Regions from separate parts of the Sus scrofa genome. Here regions 1 and 3 are each linked to region 2. A link is a contact called in public HiChIP or PLAC-seq data. All regions are on one chromosome and are shown on one strand. The core of a region is the stretch at or near the end of the contact, and the rest is flanking DNA. Distances in the headings are between cores, read along the strand shown. Region 1 holds the start of DGUOK (deoxyguanosine kinase, mitochondrial). Region 2 holds the start of MTHFD2 (bifunctional methylenetetrahydrofolate dehydrogenase/cyclohydrolase, mitochondrial). Region 3 holds the start of STAMBP (STAM-binding protein).

The links. HiChIP or PLAC-seq counts read pairs in DNA pulled down with a chosen protein or histone mark.
Region 1: a contact with region 2 is called in an H3K27ac HiChIP or PLAC-seq map of alveolar macrophages. The contact joins the promoter of DGUOK here to the promoter of MTHFD2 in region 2. A contact is called at or near these places in 2 of 2 datasets of contacts at active chromatin or transcription factors (alveolar macrophages and skeletal muscle).
Region 3: a contact with region 2 is called in an H3K27ac HiChIP or PLAC-seq map of alveolar macrophages. The contact joins the promoter of STAMBP here to the promoter of MTHFD2 in region 2. A contact is called at or near these places in 1 of 5 promoter capture datasets (fetal liver), 4 of 47 Hi-C or Micro-C datasets (alveolar macrophages, blood, brain and 1 more) and 2 of 2 datasets of contacts at active chromatin or transcription factors (alveolar macrophages and skeletal muscle).

Annotation. Positions count from the first base shown.
Region 1 is chr3:69,090,110-69,092,809 of Sscrofa11.1, forward strand. It overlaps DGUOK (deoxyguanosine kinase, mitochondrial), which reads right to left and starts at 1,257. Exons shown (of 6, transcript XM_021087369.1): 1 at 1,003-1,257.
Region 2 is chr3:68,832,198-68,834,897 of Sscrofa11.1, forward strand. It overlaps MTHFD2 (bifunctional methylenetetrahydrofolate dehydrogenase/cyclohydrolase, mitochondrial), which reads right to left and starts at 1,444. Exons shown (of 8, transcript XM_021087362.1): 1 at 1,287-1,444. The coding sequence starts at 1,387.
Region 3 is chr3:69,186,906-69,189,605 of Sscrofa11.1, forward strand. STAMBP (STAM-binding protein) reads right to left here and starts at 1,351. Exons shown (of 10, transcript XM_003125008.4): 1 at 1,240-1,351.

The sequences.
Region 1 (2,700 bases), core at 7-2,506, 260 kb after region 2:
TGTGGGATTGTAGAAATTGCTCACAGGGCTATTTCTTGAATGCATAAAATGAGAAATTTTCAGTATGCTGCTAGAATGTCTTCAATACTTTACACTTGCTAATCCCTTTTCAGGGCTTAGCAGCTTAATAGGTAAAAGTCTTAAGTTAGAATTTAGTAACATTATATTGAAATGCTTTGCTTTCATTTTATTTAAGATCCAGTGGGTCTCTCACTGGATTGCCAGGTGAAATAAGGACACCCAGTTAAATCTGTATTTTAGTTTTTCTTTTCTTTTTTTTTAAGTGTATGTCCCAAATATTGCATGGGACACATACTAAAACATTATTCGTTATCTGAAACACTATTTTCAATGGGCATTCTTTTTTTCTCCCCTAAATCTGGCAATCTTATTATTACTATTATTATTATTTGTCTTTTTTTTTTTTTTTGCCTTTTCTAGGGCCGCACCTGCAGCATACGGAGTTTCCCAGGCTAGGGGTCTAATCGGAGCGGTAGCGGCCGGCCTACACCAGAGCCACAGCAACGCGGGATACGAGCCGCGTCTTCGACCTACACCACAGCTTATGAAAACGCCGGATCCCCAACCCACTGAGCGAGGCCAGGGATTGAACCCGCAACCTCATGGTTCCAAGTCGGATTCCTTAACAACTGAGCCACAACGGGAACTCCTAGCAACCTTATCTTAGGGGAAAAAAAAGAACTTGCACCCTGCTCCTTATTTCTATTTTGTTCTATCAAAACAAGCTAACTCTTGTCCTATCTGTGGACTGCGTGGCTTCTATGCCCCAATAAACGTGTCTCTGTGGGAGAGAACTGAGGCTTGACGCCTGAAAAATCAGAGTCAAAGGCCCAGAGTGCACTTAAGGGGAAAAGGCCTGGCAGCTCAGTCCGGCCACATCAGTCGGGGAGGGAGGGGGTTGCAAGCCCAGCTCCCTTTTGCAGCCTCTCAAGCACCTGCTCTGCGGAGGCCGAGGCTTGGCAGCTACTTTCTGGCCCTTACCAATGTTGCCTTCGATGGAGAGCCTTCGGGGCCCGCGCCCCGCGTGCAGACCCCTGGAGGGGGGCCCGCCCTTGACTGGGCTCTGAGCCATGGATTTGGAGGATGATCGCAGCAGCCTTAGATAGAGCCGAAGCGCGGTCATCACACCCACGATTCACGCAGCGATCACTTCCGCCGAGAGCCGTTCCGCCCCCGGTAGCGCAGTACACGCACTCCGGCGCGCCTTCTACGTCAGGCGATCGCCAGGCAGGAAGTGGGTGGGGTTGAGAGGACTGGAGGGGAGGGGCCAAAGGGAAGCTCTGTTCTCGCGATGTTCGTGGGAGGGTGTAACGAAAAGGAAGACGCCTGATGTAGGCAACGGGGAAGATTGCTGATGAGAGGTGCTGCTGTAGGATTTGCACCTTCTTTTTTGTTCACTGGACAAATAGCACTTAAAAAGAGACATAAATTAACGGTCTCAGCGCCTTTGCCTTTTTGTATCACTGTAACATAAATTTCACAACTGAAGACAAAAATAATTGTAATTTTAAGCGACTCCCCCACCCCCCGCCCCCACGTTGTCTGGTTTTTATTCTGACACAGGAAGAAGTTGGACGGTTTTCAGTAGGAAGAAGATGCAACCTGAAGATTTACACAAATTAACGTTTTCCCATGCCCTGTTAATTCGTGGCATAATGCTGGCACCTTTTTGAATACGTTAAATTCATCAACTACACCCCACCTCTTATTTTGCTTCTTGAATGGATAAACAAACTTTTGCCCCATCAATTTGCATAGTAGCCAAATATTCTGTAAGGATAAAGAGGGTGGAAGCTCAGGGACGCGTGTGGAACTCGTTTAAACCAGATAAACTGGGTTCTGTGGGCGTGAGCAATGGCGGAGGCGAGGTGGCTGGTGGGGATTCAGAATGGGATTTGTAAAAGCTTGGGAAAAGCCAGGATAAAGAGAGACTTTCTAATGCATAAATGTATAAAACTGGAATCCAGCAGTCGGTGGAGAATTGTGTTTTGCAGAAGGACAGGGACAATTCTGAGCTGCTGCCACCGGATGAGGCCCTAACAGGCTTTGTCCTGCCACACCCCATGGATGTAACGACTTTAGAACTAAGGATTTATGAAATGTTGTCAAATGATGCCTCCACCTTCCACAAGAGTCAAACCGGGAGGCAACAGGCAAACCAGCATTCTGGCAGCAATCTTAGATGAGGGAGGTTTTAGGAAACCATTCTGTTTGCCAGAATCAGTAGGGCGGGGCCAGTGACTGGGACAACTGTTTGCAAATCTGGCACAGGAATTTTTTCCTATATTAATGTTTATATGGGATGGCTGAAATGACATTAGTATACTATATTCCCATACAATCTAATTAAAAATAGAGTGTACATTTTATTCAGGATAGCCTGGGTGGGTCGCAGGCAGCTAAAGTCTATCCCATCCCCCACTCCCACTCCCACAGCTACTTCTGTGTAAGAATACTGCTTACCTTTCTTTCCTTTCCTTTCCTTTTTGTTTTTTTTCTTTCTGAGCCACAGCCACGGCATAGGGAAGTTCCTGGGTCAGGGGTCAGGAATTGAGTCCGGGCTGGAGCTGCAATCTACACCACAGCTTGTGGCAACGCTGGATCCTTAACCCATTGAGCAAGGTCGGGGATTAAACCGCATCCTCACAGAGACAACGTGGAGTTCTTAACTGTTGAGCC
Region 2 (2,700 bases), core at 194-2,693:
AGCACACGTGGCCAGAACTCAGGAAGGGAGGAGAACAGCTGGTAATAAAAGACAGCAACAAAAAAGGCAGAGCTGGAAAGGCAGAGCTGGAAAGGCAGGTCAGGGTCAGACTAAGGAAATCTTTGTCCCCTCTGAAGGGGCCAGTCTGAAGTCTTCTCTCAAGAACGCCCCATTTTGGGCTCCAACAGTACCCTGGAAATGTCTCTAACAGCATTTTTACACTGGCTGGAAATTACACACGTGTTGCACCCCTTGACAGGTACGAAGTTCTACTAGGGAAAGAACTGTTTCTACCATCGCTAAATGCTCACAGCCTAGCACAGTGCCTGGATAAAGGGGGCTGCTGTTAAAGGCTTAGGTCTCTGCAGTGCGAAGGCTCAGAAAGAGGGTGCGCAGATTTAGGGAAAGAAACCAGAGCTCCCTCTCCACCACCACGGAGCCCCCTCCCCCCCCAAAAAAAACCCCTAATCTAGGTTTAGAGTGGGACTTTCAAGTCCAGAAAGATCAGGAAACATTTATTACCTCCCTAAGAAAACGCAAATAGGAAAAAAAAAAAAAAAAGAAGAAGAAGAAGAAGAAAAAGAAAGCGCAAATAGGGCTTTCCCTCTTCTCCTTCCGGGTGTTAATCACTTCAGTTTACTCGGCCTGGCACTGACCAACTCGGGGTGGGCTGCAGTCAAAGCCCTGGTGACCACAGCACATTTATTCTCTTGAGAGGTTTAGGGGCAGCTGGAAGCACAGCGCGAACCACACCTACGTTAGGGAAGAGGGGGGGAAGTGCTGGTAGTGGAAAACTCAGGAATTTCATCAGACTGCTCTAACCCCCTCCGCCGCTAGGGTCCCGGGAAGGGACGGCTCGCTGAAGGCTGCTCACTCACAACTCTACTCGGCGCTCACCAAAGCGTCTCCTTGACTTTCCCCAAGACAGCTCCTGACATCCCGGCCAAGGGCAGCCGGCAAGTTCTCGTCAGTGACCTTTGTATGCTCCAAAGTAAAGCGCGGCGCCCCAGAGCCCACCGGCGCTTTGCTCCGCACGGTGGGCCCCGTCCAGCCGGCTTTGAGACTGAGCCGCCCTCCCAAAGGCGGCCTCCAGGTTCCAGCCCGCCCCGCAGAGCGAGCGCCCGGGTGATGGGCTGCGACCACGTTCGGCTGCCACGTCGCCCCGCCACAGCCCTCCCGGTGGCTACCAGCGCCCGGGACGGAGATGCTCGGGAAGGACATCCCTGGGTGGGCCCCGTGCTCGGTTCCCTTCTCAGCGCGCAGACCCAGCTCCCCGACCCTCTTACCGAACTGCCGAGAGGTGGAAGGGGCGATGGCGGAAACTGCAGCTCTGCGCGGGCCGGAGCAGCCGGGTGGCCAAAACAACCAGCGTAGACGCTGCAGCCATGGCCAGCGCTAGAAGCAAAGCGCGCGCAAGCCGCTTGGTTATACCCGACCCGCGTGACAGACCCCACCTCCCGCCGGCACCCATTGGTCCCCTGCCGCCCTCCACTGGCAATCTGTTGGGCCTCTGGAGCTGAAGGAGCCAATGGCCGTCTTCCTTAAACACATTGAAGCCCTGTAAAGCCATGCTTGTGATTGGAGCAAAAAGCTAGGAGCTAGCACTGGAAGGCTCGAAGGCTGGATGGATAGCTTGCCCAGACTGGCTGAGGAAAGCAAGACCCTGCCAAAGGCAGCTGTTGTCACCGAAGTCTGACCAACTAGTTCATTCATTGTTCAAATATTTGAGCGCCTACTATGTGCCAGGCGCTGTAAAGAGTGGATAAAAAGATAGGCAGATGGAATAGCAACTAATAAATGTAGAAGAAGGAAAGAAACATTTAGAAAGTTACTATTTGGCCGAGCTAACTTCACAGCACATATACTAAAATTGGAACGAATAGAGAAGTTTAGTATGTCCCCAGGTTAAGGATGACACGCAAATTCCTGAAGCGGCCCATATTTTTTACTGTATAGCACAGAGAACTATAGTCAGTGTCCTGTAATAAAACATAATGGAAAAGAATATTTCTTAAAAAGAACGTACATATATGTATAACTGAATCACTTTGGTGTACAGCAGAAATTAACACAATATTGTAAGTCAACTATACTTCGATTTTTAAAAAGTACCCTATTTGGTGAAATCACAATAAAATTGATTGAGAATCATCATGGATGTCAAAACAACTCACTGAAATTGGATGAGGAACAAGTTATTTACATATAGTCTTGCCAGATCGTGCAAATAAAAATACAAGATGCCCAATTAAATTTGAGTTCGGGGTAAATTATTTGGGAGGAGGGGGTCATACTTCACTTAAAAAGTATTTATCAGAGTTCCTGTTGTGGATCAGCAGGTTAAGAACCCAACTAGTATCCATGAGGATGCAGATTAAATCCCTGGCCTCGCTCGGTGGGTTAAAAAATCTGGTGTTGCTGCAAGCTTCAACATAGGTCACAGATGCGGCTCTGATCTTGCGCAACTGCAATTCTGATTTGACCCCTAGCCTGGGAACATCTATTCAAGCAGGTGTGGCCCTAAAAAGAAGTATTCTTCAGTTATCTGAAATTAAAATTAAACTGGGCTTCCTGCATTTTTATCTGGCTGGTTGTCTAATTTGCATAGCCTCAAAGTATCTGTCCCACAAAGTATTTTTATTAATAGCAAAGAAAGAATATGGCGTATTTGCACTGGAGAAACCCAGCAGTCATCACCTT
Region 3 (2,700 bases), core at 101-2,600, 350 kb after region 2:
ATCTAGAACGCAATTTATTGGAATCTATCTTCAAAGACTAAGCGCTCTTCGAATAACAAAAGGACACAAAGGTAACTTGAAAGAAAAAAAAAAAAACACAACACAACAAAACACCACCTGGGACTCATACTGCAGTAATCTACAATCTTTCTCTCTCTTTTTTTGGCCAGGCCCAGGGCATGCAAAAGTTCCTAGGCCAGGAAACGAACCTGTGCCACAGCAGTGACCCAAGCCACAACAGTGACAACACCAGATCCTTAAGCCACTGAGCCACCAAGGAACCCCTCTAGAATCTTTCTGGATATTGCTACTGCTAGAATCAGATTCTAACTTCCAACCTTACATACTGAATTACAGCACACCCTAACCAGCATGTTCTAGAATATACACAAGCTACCACAGGTTTTGAAATTCAAGACCCTGTGTCAAATGGCCCATTTTTTCCTTTGAATCTTAAACCTTACTCATTCCCCACAGAGATCTTTTGCTTCAGTCATGATTCATATCTGCCTAGAAACCTTTACATTTCAGTTTCATTTGTCTATACACTGTTGTTGTTTTCCACTCCAACCCCTCCCTAAGAGATAGTTTTCTCCAGGCCAATTCTATCTCTAAGTGACACTTTCTCCACCAAGCTGCTGCTTCTCATACACCCCCATAGTACAAAAGCTGTGGGGACTACCAGGGATGTAGAGGCATTCTGTCTCCTGTAAGGAGCCTTTTTAAGGGCTCAGAAAGCCACTAGCAAATCTAAAACCTCCCCCAGTTGTCTAATTAGTAAATTCAGGGCAAAGCCCATCAAAGCTATCTGAAACAGAGGAAGCTCGTTGCTCTTCCCTGTCTCTCTGTAGAGGATATTTTTGTCGCGAATGGAATCCACTCCCGAGACCAGCAGGTGGTGCCCAGTACTACAGAGCTGAGCAATACTCCAGAGAGGTGGTGCCGTAAAGGACCAAGGGGTAAACATGAGAAGGAAAAAGGAAGCAGCGGGAAGAGCGATGGGGGCGTATACAGCGGAGAGGGACCTCTTGACAACAGCATAAGGGCCCATGAGGTAGGCGGGGGCGCGCTGGGCCCGACTGGGCACCGGAGCCGTCAGGGAACTCGCGCGCAGAGGGCTGGGCAGGCGGTGCGGGGAGGAGTGGGCTGCAGGTCCCACACTCACGGCCGCCACTCCGCGTCACTGTCAGACCACGCTCAGCACCCAAGCCCCACCACATTCCCGGGACCCTTCCCCACCTGTCCCCGCGAATGACTCTCGGAGCTTCCGTAAACGTCACATCCGGCCCCCGCCCCGCCCCCTCCAACTGGGCTATCAGTTAAACTCCCAAGAACTTAGGACCCGGGGCAGTGTCTGGGGGCGGGGTTAGAGCTGTCACCTGCGGAAAAAAACCCACCAATGAGAAGAGAGCTGGGGGGAGGCCATTTTGGTAAAGGAAAATCAGCGCGGAAGGAGTGGGAAACAAATAAAGGACCCAGCTAACTTTTGTTTTTAGATTAATACGAACACCGTAAATGGACCGATGCATTCCCTCCGAGTGAAAAGCTACACGAGTTGTAATGCAACATATCTTAAACAAGCTTAGAAAGTATGGAATCAAATAAAATCTATTACATAAAGCATACATTTTTTGGAATTAGAGTCTGGTCACTCAGGTTTACCCCATGCCTTCACGTCCTTCATATTTGTGAGGTGTGTTAAATGCTTATGTCAATTCTGAAAGCTACCTTGTCCCAGTTCTTTGGAGAAAACTGTACAAACTCTATTAAAACTGATTGCAAGTTGACCCCTATCACTATCAGCCTGTCCATGCCCTATATCTTCTACTAGGTGTGTCTGAATGAATGTCATTGGAAAATCAGGAGATGAGCTGTGTTTTTACTTTTATTTTTATAGCTAAATACATATCCTCGGGTCTTCTCTGTGTGGAAATTTGCTCTCTGTGAATTTTCCTTCACTTATTTTTAGAAATTACTCAATTCTCAGCTCGATTTCACCTTAGTTTTGTTCATTGCCACATTCAGAAACTTAGTGTCCAGAGAAACCTTTGTGGCCAGAGAGGCCGCAGTGGACTCCTTGGCTGTTAAGGTCCATCTTGGCTGTTGGCAAGGTTTTCAGAGGAAGAGTAATTCGGTAGATGAGCAGTCATTCTAGCGGTTTCCACTAGTAGAATCTAAAAGTAAATTTCAGACTTCTCTTTTGGCGCCCTGGGTTAAGGATCCATCACTATCTCTCCAGAAGCTTGATTCGATCCCTGGCCCATGAACTTCCACATTCCATAGGCAGCGAAAGATAAGTTTTTAAAAGTAAATTTCATTTTGGGGGGAGGGAGTGGGATGGACTGGAAATTTGGGGTTAGTAGATGCAAACTATTGCATTTGGAGTGGATAAGCAATGAGATCCTGCTGTATAGCACAGGGAACTATATCTAATCACTTGTGATGGAATACGATGAAGGATAACGTGAGAAAAAGATGGTGTATATACGTGTGTGTATAGCTGGGTCACTTTGCTGTACAGTAGAAATTGATTGAACATTGTAAATCAACTATAATAGAAAAAATTAAAATCTTATCAAAAAAGTAAATTTCATTGTGTAAACTTTTTTTTTTTTTTTTTTTTTTTTTGTCTTTTTGCCTTTTCTAGGGCCGCTCCCGCGGCATATGGAGGTTCCCAGGCTAGGGGGTCTAATCGGAGCT